2 separate regions of the Rattus norvegicus genome follow, and region 1 is linked to region 2. The links are chromatin contacts, called in public Hi-C maps. All regions are on one chromosome and are shown on one strand. Each heading gives the region's core, a stretch centred on a gene start, on an enhancer-like site or on the middle of the called end of the contact. The rest is flanking DNA. Distances are from core to core; before and after follow the strand shown. Region 1 overlaps Tsc22d1 (TSC22 domain family, member 1). Region 2 holds the start of Tsc22d1 (TSC22 domain family, member 1).

Region 1 (6,943 bases), core at 1,392-3,891, 48 kb before region 2:
GACTGAGGAAACTACTGTGTGCTGGCTTAAATGACCGTATTTCAAAACACCCTTTGTGGCTGTTATTGGAGAAGTCGGCTTTTTGATAAACTTCAATTTGACTCAAAGGGTACTTCATGAAATGCCAGCTACGTATAAGGCACCGTGCTAGATTCTATGGAGCCAGTCACAGGATGCCCCGTCCTGGAGGTACCTCGGGGCAGATTTTTAATTTTAACATGTATCAATGGAGCTAAGAAGATATTTCAGTCAATATAATGTTTGCTGCACATGCAGGAGAGGACCTGCGTTCAGGTATCTACAACCCCAATGACGGGAAGTGGAGGCCATCTCAACACACCGAGTAGGGGGCTACTAAAAGATGACATGTACGATTGCCCCGCCTCCACATGCAGGTACACAGATGTGCAAGTGCATTTACATAAACAGAAACACACCTACCTGCACACTCACAGGGGCAATGGCAACAGCAAACGTTTCCCTACCCAAGTGGTGTCCTAAGTCTTTTAAACACTTATTAACTTACGGAGTCCTCACGATGGCCCAGAAGTGAATTTTATTACTGCTCCCAACTTAAGAGACGAGGAAAGCAAAGCCCAGAGAGATCAGAGAAGCAGCTGAAGGCCTGGTGCTGGCAAGAGGGGCAGGCAAGGGTGGGAAATGCGGAGAGGGTGGTATGAAAGGCCCGGGCGGGAACTTGTATAAAGTGCAACAAAAAATACATGTTTTCAAAGGAAAAAACATTGGGTAGGGCCTGCAAGATGGTCCCTAAATGGGAGGCCACTGTGAGGGGAAGAGGAAGCAGGGATCCTGGGAAAAGGGAGATACACAAGAGAAGGAACTGAGCTCTAGTCAGGTGTGAGCAAGGGCGCCCCCTGGTGGCCACCAAGGCTGTCTAAGGTGAGCGCCGGAGAGCGTTTTAATAAGAATAACACTGTGGCTGGGAAAGAGGAGAGGGCTTGGAGTCTGGCTGGTCACCAGTTTCTCTCACATTAGTGAGAAATCAAGTGTCTGGATGGTCTGTGCTAAATGGAGACAGTGGGGAAGGCACTGAGAACACAAAAGCAAAATCATCAAGACAGTTATAAAACCGTGGGGACCTTGCACTGCCCACTGCGTGTCCCAGTGCTGCGGCTCAGGAACGAGCAGGCTGGAGAGGAGTGAAGACAGTGTGAGGTGGCCAGCTGTTGAGCACGGGTGACTAGAAAACCAGGGCAATCCCACACAGAGGAGGAGCTCAGGCCACCAGGAGGCAGAGAACATGTTCCTGAGAAGAGCTGGGGTCATCGTGCAGAGCTGAGGAAGATGAAGACAAGGCACAGAGCTAAGGGGACGACCTTCTCGTCCTACACAAGAGTGTGGTGAATGAGGGGGAGAGCCAGGAAGAAAATGTCGGCAGTGTACTACCCAGAGGAGGGAGGAAAGACTAACCAGACAGAACTGGCCCGAATCAAAACAACAAGGTGATTAAAGAATCAAGAACCGAATTCTTTTACACTAAACTTAAATACCTTACAGGAAGTTACATTTTTCAAATTTACAAAGCTCAATAATTGGATGCCAATTTAAAAATAAGCAAATGCTATAGAAGCCTAAAACCCTTCGTTCTGGGAGACAGGGATATGTTCCCCCAAAAGAGGGACCCACGATAGAAACAAAAAAATCAATACTCGGTGACGTGCTTCCTATGAAAACTGCAGCGCAGAATGAAATCAGTGGGTTACAAGAAGTGGGAGGACTCTCACCCTGGCCCTCCTCCTCCAGATGTGCCGTGCATCCCCGGTCTCCCTGTGTGCACAAGTTCTCCCAAACTTCATCTCCGTCCTCAGAGCACCGTGAAACTCAGCATAATGGATGCTGACTTAGCACAGGGACCACACGGGTCCTGTGATAACACAGGGAATACAGAGACCTGTCCCTATGCCTGGGGAGTCAGATAAATACACGACGTTGTCAAAATAACACACAGCCAAACACACGTCAAACACTTTGAGCTCATCTACTGTGTGCCGAAGTCACGACAGGATTTGGAAAGATTTAACCTTTGACGCGTATCATATGATGCTTGAGGTTGGGAGAAGCTGACAAATACTTTCCTTTCTGTTTCAGCACTGCAAATGACCCAACTTTCTGCTCCCCGGACAGAAAATGGGAATATGGGCATCTTTCTAAGTTCACCAAATCATTTACAGTTAGCTTCACAGGGATGTTCAGAGACAGTTGACAATAAGCCTCTGAGATTAACACGTAAATGGGATTTGCCTAAGTTTCGTGCTAGGGTCGAGCGAGACCTGGACAGTCTCACACTTGCAGTTTCCATTTGGCAAGCTTTATTTTCCATGGAGTAAACCTGCCAGTTTATCGTGACTTATGCTGTCGATGGTCACAATACGGTTTAGCTAAAGTGCAGGAGAGGTGAATGAATCAGTATAACCTTGTCACCAGGACAACAGAAGTCGCTTTCCAACATATCCCCTGCTTCTATGATGGCTTGTCTGTAATCTCCAGCCCAGCAGCCAGAAGGATCTTAAGAAACAAAACACAGGAACATGATAGACTGCTGCCTCTATTCCTAGCTCCACTCGAAAGTCCTCAGCATGGTTCCAGCAAGGCACTGACCCCTCCCTCTGTGTGCGCCCCGCCAGCCTCTGGCCTCTGCAATGTTGGCTCAACCGCTGGCCCTTTGCTCCAGACACTCGGACACTCGGGACTTTCTTCTGAGCCCTGAGCAAGCTCATTTCCTACTACAAAGATTTTGTCTCTCCTGGGCTCTCTGCCAGTGTAGAGGCAGAGACAGACACGCAGCCCCCATCCTCTGAGAGACTTCTGGGGAGTGTCTTCTCAAAACCAATGAGAAACCACACACGACCCCACAGGACCCCATGTCCTAGGCATGCCGTGACTAATGAGCAATCCTGCCAAGACATACTAAAGAATGCATTTTTAAAAATCAGTAAGTCCTGTTCACTGAACAAGGGGCTCTAAATGTTTGCAGCAACTCCAGACCTGATATAAATTAAGTCAATGGTGCTGCACTGGTATCAGAAACAAAATAGCAATAAAGTATGATCCAGAAACGAAAGACGCTAGCAAGGTCTGAAAGGAACCTGTGTGGGATGTCGCCAGTCTTCATAAAAGGAGCGTGTCCAGAAGATACATTTGTATCTGCCCAGCAGATCCCCTCCAGTGAATTCACCCAAGGAAGCAATCCCGAGGGCATGCGCAGATGACTGCACAAACGTGAGCACGAGGCATACAAGGAGCTGAAAGCGAAATGGACACTTGGCAACAGAGAACACAAGGCTGGAGCATTCACATGTTTTTATACAGCAGCTAAAAAGGTTTCCAAAGAACTTGTGATAAACATTTTAAAGGCTAAAAAAACAACAACAGGAAAAAATTTGCAAAGTCGTATATACCAAACGTGCTCTCAAACATTTCCAAACAACATGAAGAAAATCTTTGCCCAGAGTTCTGCTTTTCTACAGCTAAGCTCACGTCACTATGACAGGGGACAGGTATGGTGGGACTAAAAATAAAGTTCAACTTACATTTGGGAGGAGAAAGGGAAGCTGTGAATTTATAAAATATCCACCGGTCCTCTATTTTATCATTAAGTTGTTGGTACCCTAAGGTTAGAGTTAACTCTGATTTCTAACGTCTAACACACAGCCAGCATAGTAGCTGTCCAACATGAAGATATATGCACTCCCCCACTCACAGAGCCAGCTAAGCAAAAATACACACAAATGCTTTTTTTAAACAGACAAGAAACAGCCTGCCAAGTCAAAAATCTTTTGTGTGGAGTATAGTTGATTATTATTAAGAGCAAATGCTGACTCCTGTAAGTGCCTTTTTAAAAAGCCTTTTGGAAAAAAAAAAAAAAAAGATTGCTTCACAGCTGACATGGGTTCTAATTTAAACACTGAGGACAGATGAAACCCGACTGGGTTGGAGCTTGGAAGGAAATCTGGATAGCGGACGGGTCCTGGCCACAGCTCTCATGAGCAGCCTCCACCCCTGGCCTTCTCCACATACTTCCCGGGCAGTCACACTGCTTCTCCCCGAGTTAGTGATCACCCTTACGATGACAGCTCCCAGCCAATGCCTTCATTTCAGATTCTTACCTCGAACTTGTTTAGATGTTTCTGATTCGTTGCACTCAAAGGGGACTTCGTGTTCCCTCTAGAATAAGAACCACTTCCCACCACTTCATCTACAGCCATCAATAAGTCTTAGGAATTCACAGTAATTTTCCACCTGTCCTAGTTCAGGTTGATATTAGCTCTTCCAGGAACCCTGAACCTGCCTGCTAGTTAGCTTGCTTTCAGTCCTGACCCTCAGCAGCGCTCCACAGAAGCCATCTTCAATAGGCATCGACTTCTCAGAAAGGTCTTCCCAGTCTCCAGACCAGGCTAGTTTTAACAGCAATGGACCAAGCAGTATCCCTCTGCCACCCTTACAGTGACCTGGTGTTCTCTGCTGTGAAGTGGGTTTCAGCACACCGAAAACCCCTTTACCTCCCCTAGGCTGGCTCCACTGGGCAGGGTCTAATGTGTGACTGGCAGTTTGAAAGGCCTTGCTCTGCAAACCTCAACCACAAACCCCAACCACAAGCCTAGTAGTTATTTATATTTTCAAACGCATACTCATGATTTTGTGTCTATCAACTAAAATCTCACTGCTAGAAATGTTTTCCATGCACCTTTTAGTCACTGTATGAACCAATATGCAGAGACCTGTAACTATTTTGACGAAAGAAACAAACAGGTCTCCATGTGTCAAAACCCAGAGGAGACCATCAGAAACACACTGACCAGAGAGAGGCTGTCTCAGAAGCCACCTCATAAGCTATGCTTGCTTCCTTATTCTTTCTCATTTTCATCCTGAATTTGTACAAACCGCTGGAAACCGAGACTAACAGAAGGTATAACCGGAGACTCAATACCAGTTCCCACGAGTTAACCGATGGCATGAAGAAGGGTGTGGAAAGCCCTCTCACCTCTTCTGCCCGCTCCTTTGCTAGAAAAGGCCTTTGTGAGAGAAAAGGCAAATGATAAGCAGGAACAACGGCGCAGATCAATTAAGAGGGCAGGTGGCTAGATCCGCCCTGCAGGTAGCCAGAGGGCACCCCCAGCAATGTGGTAGGAGAGCTGGAGTAACTCAACCAGGGAACACCGTGACTCAAAGGAACTCTTGAGGGACATTCTGGTTACAATCCATTCTGTTGACCTACGGGCAGTTCCACGGTTAGCACTCTGGACTCTGAACATGATCTGATCACTAAAGGGAAAGTATAAATTATTCACTAAAGGCTGTTAGAACAGCCAAGAGCCAGAAAGATACACAGAGACAGACAAAGTCAGAGAGACACACAGAAAAAAGACAGACAGACAATCTGTATCAGAATACCAAGATCCCCAAGTGGGCCAAAAAAAAAAAAAAAAAAAAAAAGATAATTTCCTTATATCCTTAAAGTAAGTTTTCTCAACTCTAAGTTCCAATTATGAAGGAAAACTTTGATAAATTTTACTACATAAAAAAGGCATAACCTAAACACAGTACCCACCATAAACAAATTTATGACAGTAAACGGTCAAACAGGAAGAAATATTTACTACTCTTCATATCATTATAGAGGGCCAACATCAACAAGAAATCCTGGCAACATACAGATAAAATATGCACATAAGGAGAACTTCACCCCTTAGTAAGGAACATGCATGGAACATACAAGTTAGAACCGCGCTACCCACTGTTTTCAGGTCCAAAGGCACAAAGACAAAGCTGTAAGAGAACAGATTCTCATGCACTGCTGGTGTCTGAGTAAACCATAACTCTCAGGCTGGGTGGTGGTGGCCAGGCACACCTTTCATCCCAGCACTCAGGAGGCGGAGGCAGGTGGCTAAGTTCCAGGACAACCAGAGCTACACACAGACTAATTCACGGGAGGGGGCAAATCTATCGGGAATTTAACTCACGGACGTGCAAACGCAGTTAGCAGCGGAAGGTGCGAGGTCACTATTACAGAACTATTTGCAGTAACCAGAGGAATGGCCTAGACCTGACGAGGTGCTCAGGAGCCAAGGGACTGCTAGAGTCAGGAAGAACCAGCTGTGGAGGAACCTGAGGTCCAGCACAGGACAGGCAGGAGCTCCACTGCAACTCCCAGGCCAGCCTGGGCTGCACAACAAAAACTAGTTAAGAAGCTGTTTACTGTCTGTAAAGGCTCCACAGGGCTGCAGAGGAGAACAGGAAGGGTAGGATGACCTGTATCTGATGTGCCACCATTTGTGTAAACTTGCTAAATGCAAACCCATGGATATGAACTGCCAATTGCTTGACCAGGTACAGAAGCATCCGCAAGACCACATGGCAGGCAGACGTTTTTCACGTGTTTGATCCACAGCAGCTTTTCAAATGAATGGCTGGGGCAGAAACAGAGGCTGACTAAACAACGGAGGCCAGAGGGAGGGAGGCCTCACTCCCTAAAAGCAGGGTTTTTTTTAAAACACTTTAGCTAGAATGCAATGTCTTTGAAGTGGTATGTTACTTGGTGTGCAGATTTTTGGCATTTATATGGCTAAAAAATAAAAAATAAAAAATAAAAACCAAAGCCAGTTTCATGCTGAATATCATTAGTATGCCTGAGAATCTTGGAGGGCACTAGAGGGAGGGAGGCCTCACTCCCTAAAAGCAGGGTTTTTTTTAAAACACTTTAGCTAGAATGCAATGTCTTTGAAGTGGTATGTTACTTGGTGTGCAGATTTTTGGCATTTATATGGCTAAAAAATAAAAAATAAAAAATAAAAACCAAAGCCAGTTTCATGCTGAATATCATTAGTATGCCTGAGAATCTTGGAGGGCACTAGAACAGGCCGACACTCACTACCAGCTCTCTGATACACACTTTTTCTTCATTCTACTTGTCTGACTTTAAAAG
Region 2 (6,567 bases), core at 195-2,694:
AAGGACAGGAGAAGAAATGGTACCGTTGCCCATGCCACTCAAGACATTCACATTAACACCGCTGGTAACTCCAGGCCCACCACTTATACTAACAGCATTGGGATGCACGCTGTTCGCCACACCGGGACTGAAACCACCCACAGCAGCAATGTTAACATTATTCGTTGCATTCGTGCCGGTAACTGAATTTACACCTATGCTGCCTGGAGTGCTTGGAGCACGGATGCTCGTCATCACTGAGGCAGGTAAGCCAGCCGATGATACAGCAGAAGTAGGTGGGACTGGCACACCACCGTCAGAACTTCCAGCTGTAGAGAGTTTCCTGGACACGGGGCTCGTGGGTGGTGGCCCTCCAGGAACGGATGTACTGGCCACAGCAGCATGTGATGAATGGTGGTGTCCGTGGTGAAGGTGGTGCCCATGATGAATGTGATGGTGGTGATGGAGGTGGTGTGGATGAGCGTTCCCATTGATCACAACGTTCTGTTGTGGAAGGTGAGGCAAATGAGGCTGAGGAAGGTGGGGCTGGTTAGGAGAGACTGCCCCAGGTGTCTCAGCTTCCTGGAAGTTATTCAGAGTCTCCTCGGAGGAACTGCGTTCAGGCTCACCTAAGTCAGTGGCCCTGGAAAGGGAGACATCAAGGATCTCGGAAGAAGAGAGATCTTCCGTGTGCGACTCATCCAGGTCATCATAGCTCTCGGTGTCCTCTGCTATGCTGTTGTTCGAGCTGATGCTGGCAGAGATCTGAGCCGGAGTAACGCTAGTTATCTGGAAGCCACTTTTCTTTTTCATCTGAGTTCCGCCTGGCGCAAGAGGCTGTCCCTGCAGCTGAGCCTGTGAAAGGAGGTTCAGGCTTTGTGGAGGCGGAGGCTGTGGTCCCTGTGTGGAAGATGCAGCAGGAGGCGGCGGCTGGAGCAGCGAAGAAGGAGGAGGAAAATCTTCAGAAGATGGAGCAGCACCACTGACGCCGGTACCTGCTGCACTGAGAGCAGAGGCGCTGCCACCACCGCTGCCCCTTCGAGGGAACATTGCCGGGTGCGCCATCTTCCTAGCACTAATGTCTGCAGCAGCGGCCGCCGCGGCGGTGGACTCTGGCGGCTGGTGCATTGTGCTGGGTACCGGGGGGCGGAGGAGGCGAGTGCAATTTCCTTCTGCACCGTAATCTTTGTATGGAGAAGCCGGAGAGGCGAACAGGACCTGAAGCTCCGCCCGACGCGATCCCTCCTCCTCCTCCTCTGCCGAAGGCGCCGGCTGCTCGTGCCTTCGAGGGCTAGCTTCGGGAAGGGAGGATGAACCGGGTGAACCAGGTGGCTGGGGAACCGAAGGGGGACCCCTTCAGTCCTTCGCCATTCACTTTCCCCTCCAGTCACACACCCCCCTTTATATTCCGCTTCACGTGGGGTGCGGGGCGGGAGGGAGGGGAGCCCAGGAGGGGGCGGGGGAGGCGAGGAGAAGCGAGAAATGCCCACCTTCTTTGGCCAACTCCGGAGCCAGCTCAACCCCCTCCTCCCGCGGCGGCGGCCGCTGCAAAGCCCCTCCGCTCGCCCTGCACCGAGGCAGCGCGGAGCGAGCGGTCGCCCGGCCCTCGCCACCCCCGGCGCCGCGGCCGCCGGCGAGCCCTGAGCTCAGCGTCGCTCCAACCTCCCTTGCCGGCGCGGCCGGCCCCGCTCGGGCCTCCCCCCGCGGCCCGCGGCCCCTCTCAAACCCCCTGGGCTCGCGACGGCTGCTCCGGGAGGAAAGGCTGACCGCGACTGGGGCCCGGGCGGCGCGGCTGCGAGCGGGGCGGCGGCGGGGCGCCGGGTACGGTGAGCCCAGCAACGAGGCGAGGGCGGGCGCGCAGAGACGCCGGGTCCTCGCGGAGCGCGGCCGGGGCGCGGCGGCGGCGGTGGCGGCGGCAGCGGGAGCCCAGGGACCGCTCCATCACTGGCAGCCATGGAGCCCGAGCATTTTCCTCTCTCGGGGCAGGCGCTCGGCTCGGCACACGTCCTCTGAGAGGAAGGGCGCCGGCGCCCAGGCTGCTCCGGCGGGTGGCGGGACGTGCGCGGGAGCGGAGGGGCGAGCTCGCGTCCTCTTCTCAGCCCGCCGGCTGGCTCGGCACCGAGCTGCTCCCGCGACCGGGAGGGAGGGGGCCGCGGGCGGCGGTGGCTCCTTTTCGCGGCGGCGGCGACGGCCAGACGGGGCTGGTGCAGCGGCTGCAGCCGACGCCGTTCAAAGAAATGAGAGGTGGGGTTGGTCGGTGGCGGCGCGGGGCGGAGGAGTGGGAGGGCGTCGGGCGAGGAGGGGGCTGTGGTGGTTGTTACTAGTGCTCTTCTCGGGCTGCTCCGTATCCCCTGGTCTCTCGCGGCATCAAGAGAGGAGGGACCAGCGCCCCAGCGCGAGAGGAGGAGGGTCGAGCTCTGACCGAAGAGAAGGAGGAGGAGGAGGAGGGGGAGGAGGAGGAGGAGGAGGAGAAGGCGGGGGGGAGGGGTCGCGGAGGAGAAGAGGGAAGATGGCGTCTGCGCGTGCGCGCCGGCGCTGCAGACATAAAGCTGGGTCTGACTAGGGGAGGTGGCCTGTCTTCGGTCCGTGCCGAGCTCTCGGCTCCGTCTCCACGGAAATTGCCGAAGGCCGGCGGAGCCGCCGACGCCTGAGGGCGGTGGGGGTGGGGCACTCGGGCGCGCGAGCGAATCCGGGTCGCGTGGAGAAGCTAGGGTGGGGCGTGGGGGCCACGCCGCGCGCGTGCGCGCAGGTTAGGCGTGTCCGCTGCTGTCTCCCACGCGGACCCCGGCGAGGCGGGTGAGGAGCGATAGGTCTCGGGTGTGCGCGCCCTGGGGCGGTGTCCCCCCGGCCTGCTGAATGGGTAATAAGGCTTTTCTCCTCAGCAACAGCATCACGAGTTGCAGCTCCCAGGAGCCCTCCGCTGCTGCCACGACATGAGTCAGGCTTTCTTCCTCGGCGCGTGGCGGAGCCTTCCTCCTCCTCCTCCTCCTTCCCCTCCTCCTTCTCCAAGCAGTACCTGGGTTCCCCCTCGACCCGCACCGCCCTCGCCCCTTCCGGGGATGCCCCGATGGAGTCGGGTGCCTTCCCCCACAGCAGTGGTACCTTTTGTGCAGAGCGGTGGTGGCTGCCACGCGGTCCTTCGCCCTTCGACGGGCAGGGGCGAGGCTGCTAGCAGATGGCACGGATGTTTGCAGTGAATCTCCCAAGCCCACCCCAGGGGAAGGCTCTTACAAAAGGGAGTGGTCCTTGCTGTCCCTCCTTAGCTGGTGGGAAGAAGCGAGCCTGCCCGGCCAGCTAACTAACCAACAGGTGGAGCTTCCCTCCAGCCATTCATTGTCTTTGTGTCCTTGCTGTGGCCCTCATAGAGGTAAAAGGTTAGGGCTTGGTCTTAGTGGAATTTAAAGGAAATTTGTGAAGAATGCCTTTTAGGGCTAGAAAAGCAAAAGGACCAGCTAAAAATCGCCCCCCCCCAACTACATTTCATGGATGTAGATGGGTTTGCTTGGAGGCAATTTTCTGTTAGCTGCCTCCGAAGTATTACATGTCAAAACCTCTCAAACGAGTGCTTTGCTTCTAACCAAGAATATAAATCTCACACGCAGAAAATTTTTTAAGCAGAGGTGAAAAGGGTTGTTCGAGAGTGGTTTGTTTCTGTTCTAATTTGGGTGTCAGGGATACAAATTGTTTAGAAGATAGACCTCTGACTCAGGAAATTACCGATATTGTTTCTGTAGGTTAACACTCAACAAACAAAAAACCCAAAACTGTTACCATCAGTTGTCTTCGAGCTTAGCACCCCCATTCTGTACATAAGAAGTTTGAATGTCACCTATATACTGTTGGATAGAAATGACTCCTTGATGTCTTTATCTGGTCTGTACCAAACTCTCACACATGCCACCTCACACATGTAGGTCTCCCCCACAATACAGGTACGATTCACATTATTTTGATTTTTTTTTTTTAAAAATGAGATGGGGTCTCAATATGGATGGAAGGGTAACCTTCAATTCACTGTAAGCCGCTTTTAGTTTCCTGAGTGCTGTAATTACAAGCCTTCACTAGCACACCCACTCCTTAATATAAAGAGTTCTCTGCTAGGTTCAAAGTATGCGCTCAGAGATTCTGAAAGTAATAGGCGGTAAGTCATTTTGAAAAAGATAAAACTGAGTTGTGTCCTAGTATGGGAACGCCTGTACTTTCAGACAACTGAAGCCATTTGAGTATTTTACAAATGTAATCATTTCACTGGGTTTGGTGGCATAACTTGTAAGCCCAGCTCTGAGGAGGTAGAGGCAGGGGGACCACCTTAAGTTCCAGGTCAGCTGGGCTACATTAAAAAAAAAAAAATTTCAAAAAAAAAAATCTTTTGTAGTGTGCTATCTGGAAGTCACCTGTGTTCGTGGACGTAACCCCCAGCAGCTTTTGTCGAAAGTGACTGACCAGATTCTGAAATGCATATTGGACATGCTTTTTCAGCAGTTTTTTTAATAGAAAATAGAAGCTGCCCTAATGGACTGAAACTGCGAGAGGATGTGGACAGAGAGGCGTTTCTTTCGACTGTAGTGAGAAGAGCGCCGCTTATATCCCAAACGGTGCCTTAAGTCAAAGTTTTAAATGGCACATGGCAGCTTGTCACCCCTCAGCCAAGGCAAAGCCTACTGTCACCGTGATGATACAGCTAAAAAGTAAAGTGCGGGAAAGTCTTATGCAAAGTGGGAAAATGAAAGCCTCTTAGAAAGGGCCTCATTACATGCAGCTGTTCATTCTGATAACCCAGCATCCCACTGGGTTTTGATTGGGAGAGGAAATTCCTTTCAAAAGAAAGGTTTCAAACAAATTAAAAACAGCTGGGCATGGTGGCACACTCCTATAGTCCTAGCACTGGGGACGCAGAGGCAGACAGATCTCTGAGTTCGAGACCAACCTGGTCTACATGCCAGCCAAGGCTACATAGTGAGACCTTGTTGTTCTAGTTTCTGTTCTACACCTATAACTTGGAGAAAAAAAGTGTTTGGAGTCAAGAGCTGACATGGTATCTTGTGCATATAATCCCAATACTCAGGAGATGAAGTCAAGAGTGCCCAAGTTTGTAGGTAACCTCGACTACATAGTGAATTCCAGGACAACGTGGGCTCTGGTGTAAGCCCTCCAAAAATTTTAATTTAGTTTTTTTTTTTTTAAGACTTTAGGCATTGGGTGAGAATGAAGCTCCATGGAAGAACACTTCTGTAGCACGTAGAAAGGCCTGGATCCAGTCCCCATATCTCCCTCCAGATCTCACCAATAACAGCAGCTTATGCGTAATGCCCTCTGTAACCACACCATTGCTTTATGTGCTAAGAGTCTCAGCTCACTTAATCCCCACAACGGTATGAAGTGGGTACTATAATTGTCCCCATCTGACTACTGAGGAGAGGGAAGTCCAGAGAAGTTGTGGTCCTACAGCTTGGCTAGTAACCAGGCCAAGAAAAACCCTGGCTGTCTACTGCCCTGTCATGCATACAACCGACACATAGTTCAGGATCCTGTCAACCCAAGCACTCAGCTCAAGTTTAAGTTCTACTGAAGACCCATGTTTGAATTTTCCGAACTAGAAAGCTCTGAAGAATCTATAAGTACTGCTTCCCCCCGTGCAGGAACATTCCAGGGAAGGATGTAAACTGTAGGGACCTACTATGGCCACCTAGAAATTGGGCATTAGTGAGAAGAACAATAATTGAATTAAGTTGGATGATCCTTTACTGAAATGCCAAGTGCTTGGAAGAAAGGTGTTAATCGTACATAAATAAGACATATTTTCTGTATAAGACAGGATAAATGCTTTCCTATTTGAGCAGTTAGCATTCCGATGCTAATCAGAGCCTGTACACGAGAATGTAAGCTTCTCTTCTGAACATGTTCTTTTTAAAGGACCGTTAACATCTGTGCATCTTTTTAACTATAGAAAGAAAATCATGTATCACACTCGCTTGTATCAGGATGTTAATGAGACTCAGGCCACTATGAACTATGTGGTCCAAGCACCACAAAAATCCAGAGCAACCATTATCGTAATTATCCTCCCAACACTGAACTTCATTATCAGTCTCAGCTCTCAGGAGCACGGATGCTTTATCTCTGGCACACACAGCTAGCTTACAGCATATATACGTCAATGTAAGGTATATAGCTTTAACAGACAGGAAGAGAAAACACACATGGTTAGATCAACCGATTGATAAACATCAAATCATCCAGCATTACTCAACATCCTTTTTTTAATAGAAACTGTTGACAGTTTAATTATATAAGGAAGGTTATCAAAGATAGTAAAGACCATGGGTAAAAAATCTGGAACTAGTATTCTAATGAATGGAAAGACACTGATAGTCTTTCCTGTAAGATTTGGTACAAGGTGTAGATGCCCAGTCTGGTCACTTCAAATTACACAATACTGTAAGAAGCACTATAAGAAGCAAGAAATTGAGCTGGAGAGATGGCTCAGTGGTTAAGAGCTCTGACTGCTCTTCCAGAGGTCCTGAGTTCAATTCCCAGCAACCACATGGTGGCTCACAACCATCTGTAATGGGATCTGATGCCCTCTTC

Evidence for each region. A called contact is a pair of places that touch in the nucleus more often than the background predicts.
Region 1: a contact with region 2 is called in a Hi-C map of Schwann cells, with 5 times the contacts expected there. The contact joins the enhancer-like site here to the promoter of Tsc22d1 in region 2. A contact is called at or near these places in 2 of 12 Hi-C or Micro-C datasets (Schwann cells and psoas muscle).

What each region holds. Positions count from the first base shown.
Region 1 is chr15:58,203,824-58,210,766 of GRCr8, reverse strand. The region is part of intron 1 of Tsc22d1 (TSC22 domain family, member 1); the gene reads right to left. Among named protein-coding and RNA genes, the nearest start is that of Tsc22d1, 48 kb to the right of the region's middle. Within about 2 kb of position 2,641, at least 9 of the 93 cell types and tissues checked have an H3K27ac peak or open chromatin away from gene starts, as enhancers often do. A contact at or near this core is called in Schwann cells, where this site is marked.
Region 2 is chr15:58,154,655-58,161,221 of GRCr8, reverse strand. Tsc22d1 (TSC22 domain family, member 1) reads right to left here and starts at 1,444. Exons shown (of 3, transcript NM_001109912.1): 1 at 1-1,444. The coding sequence starts at 1,107.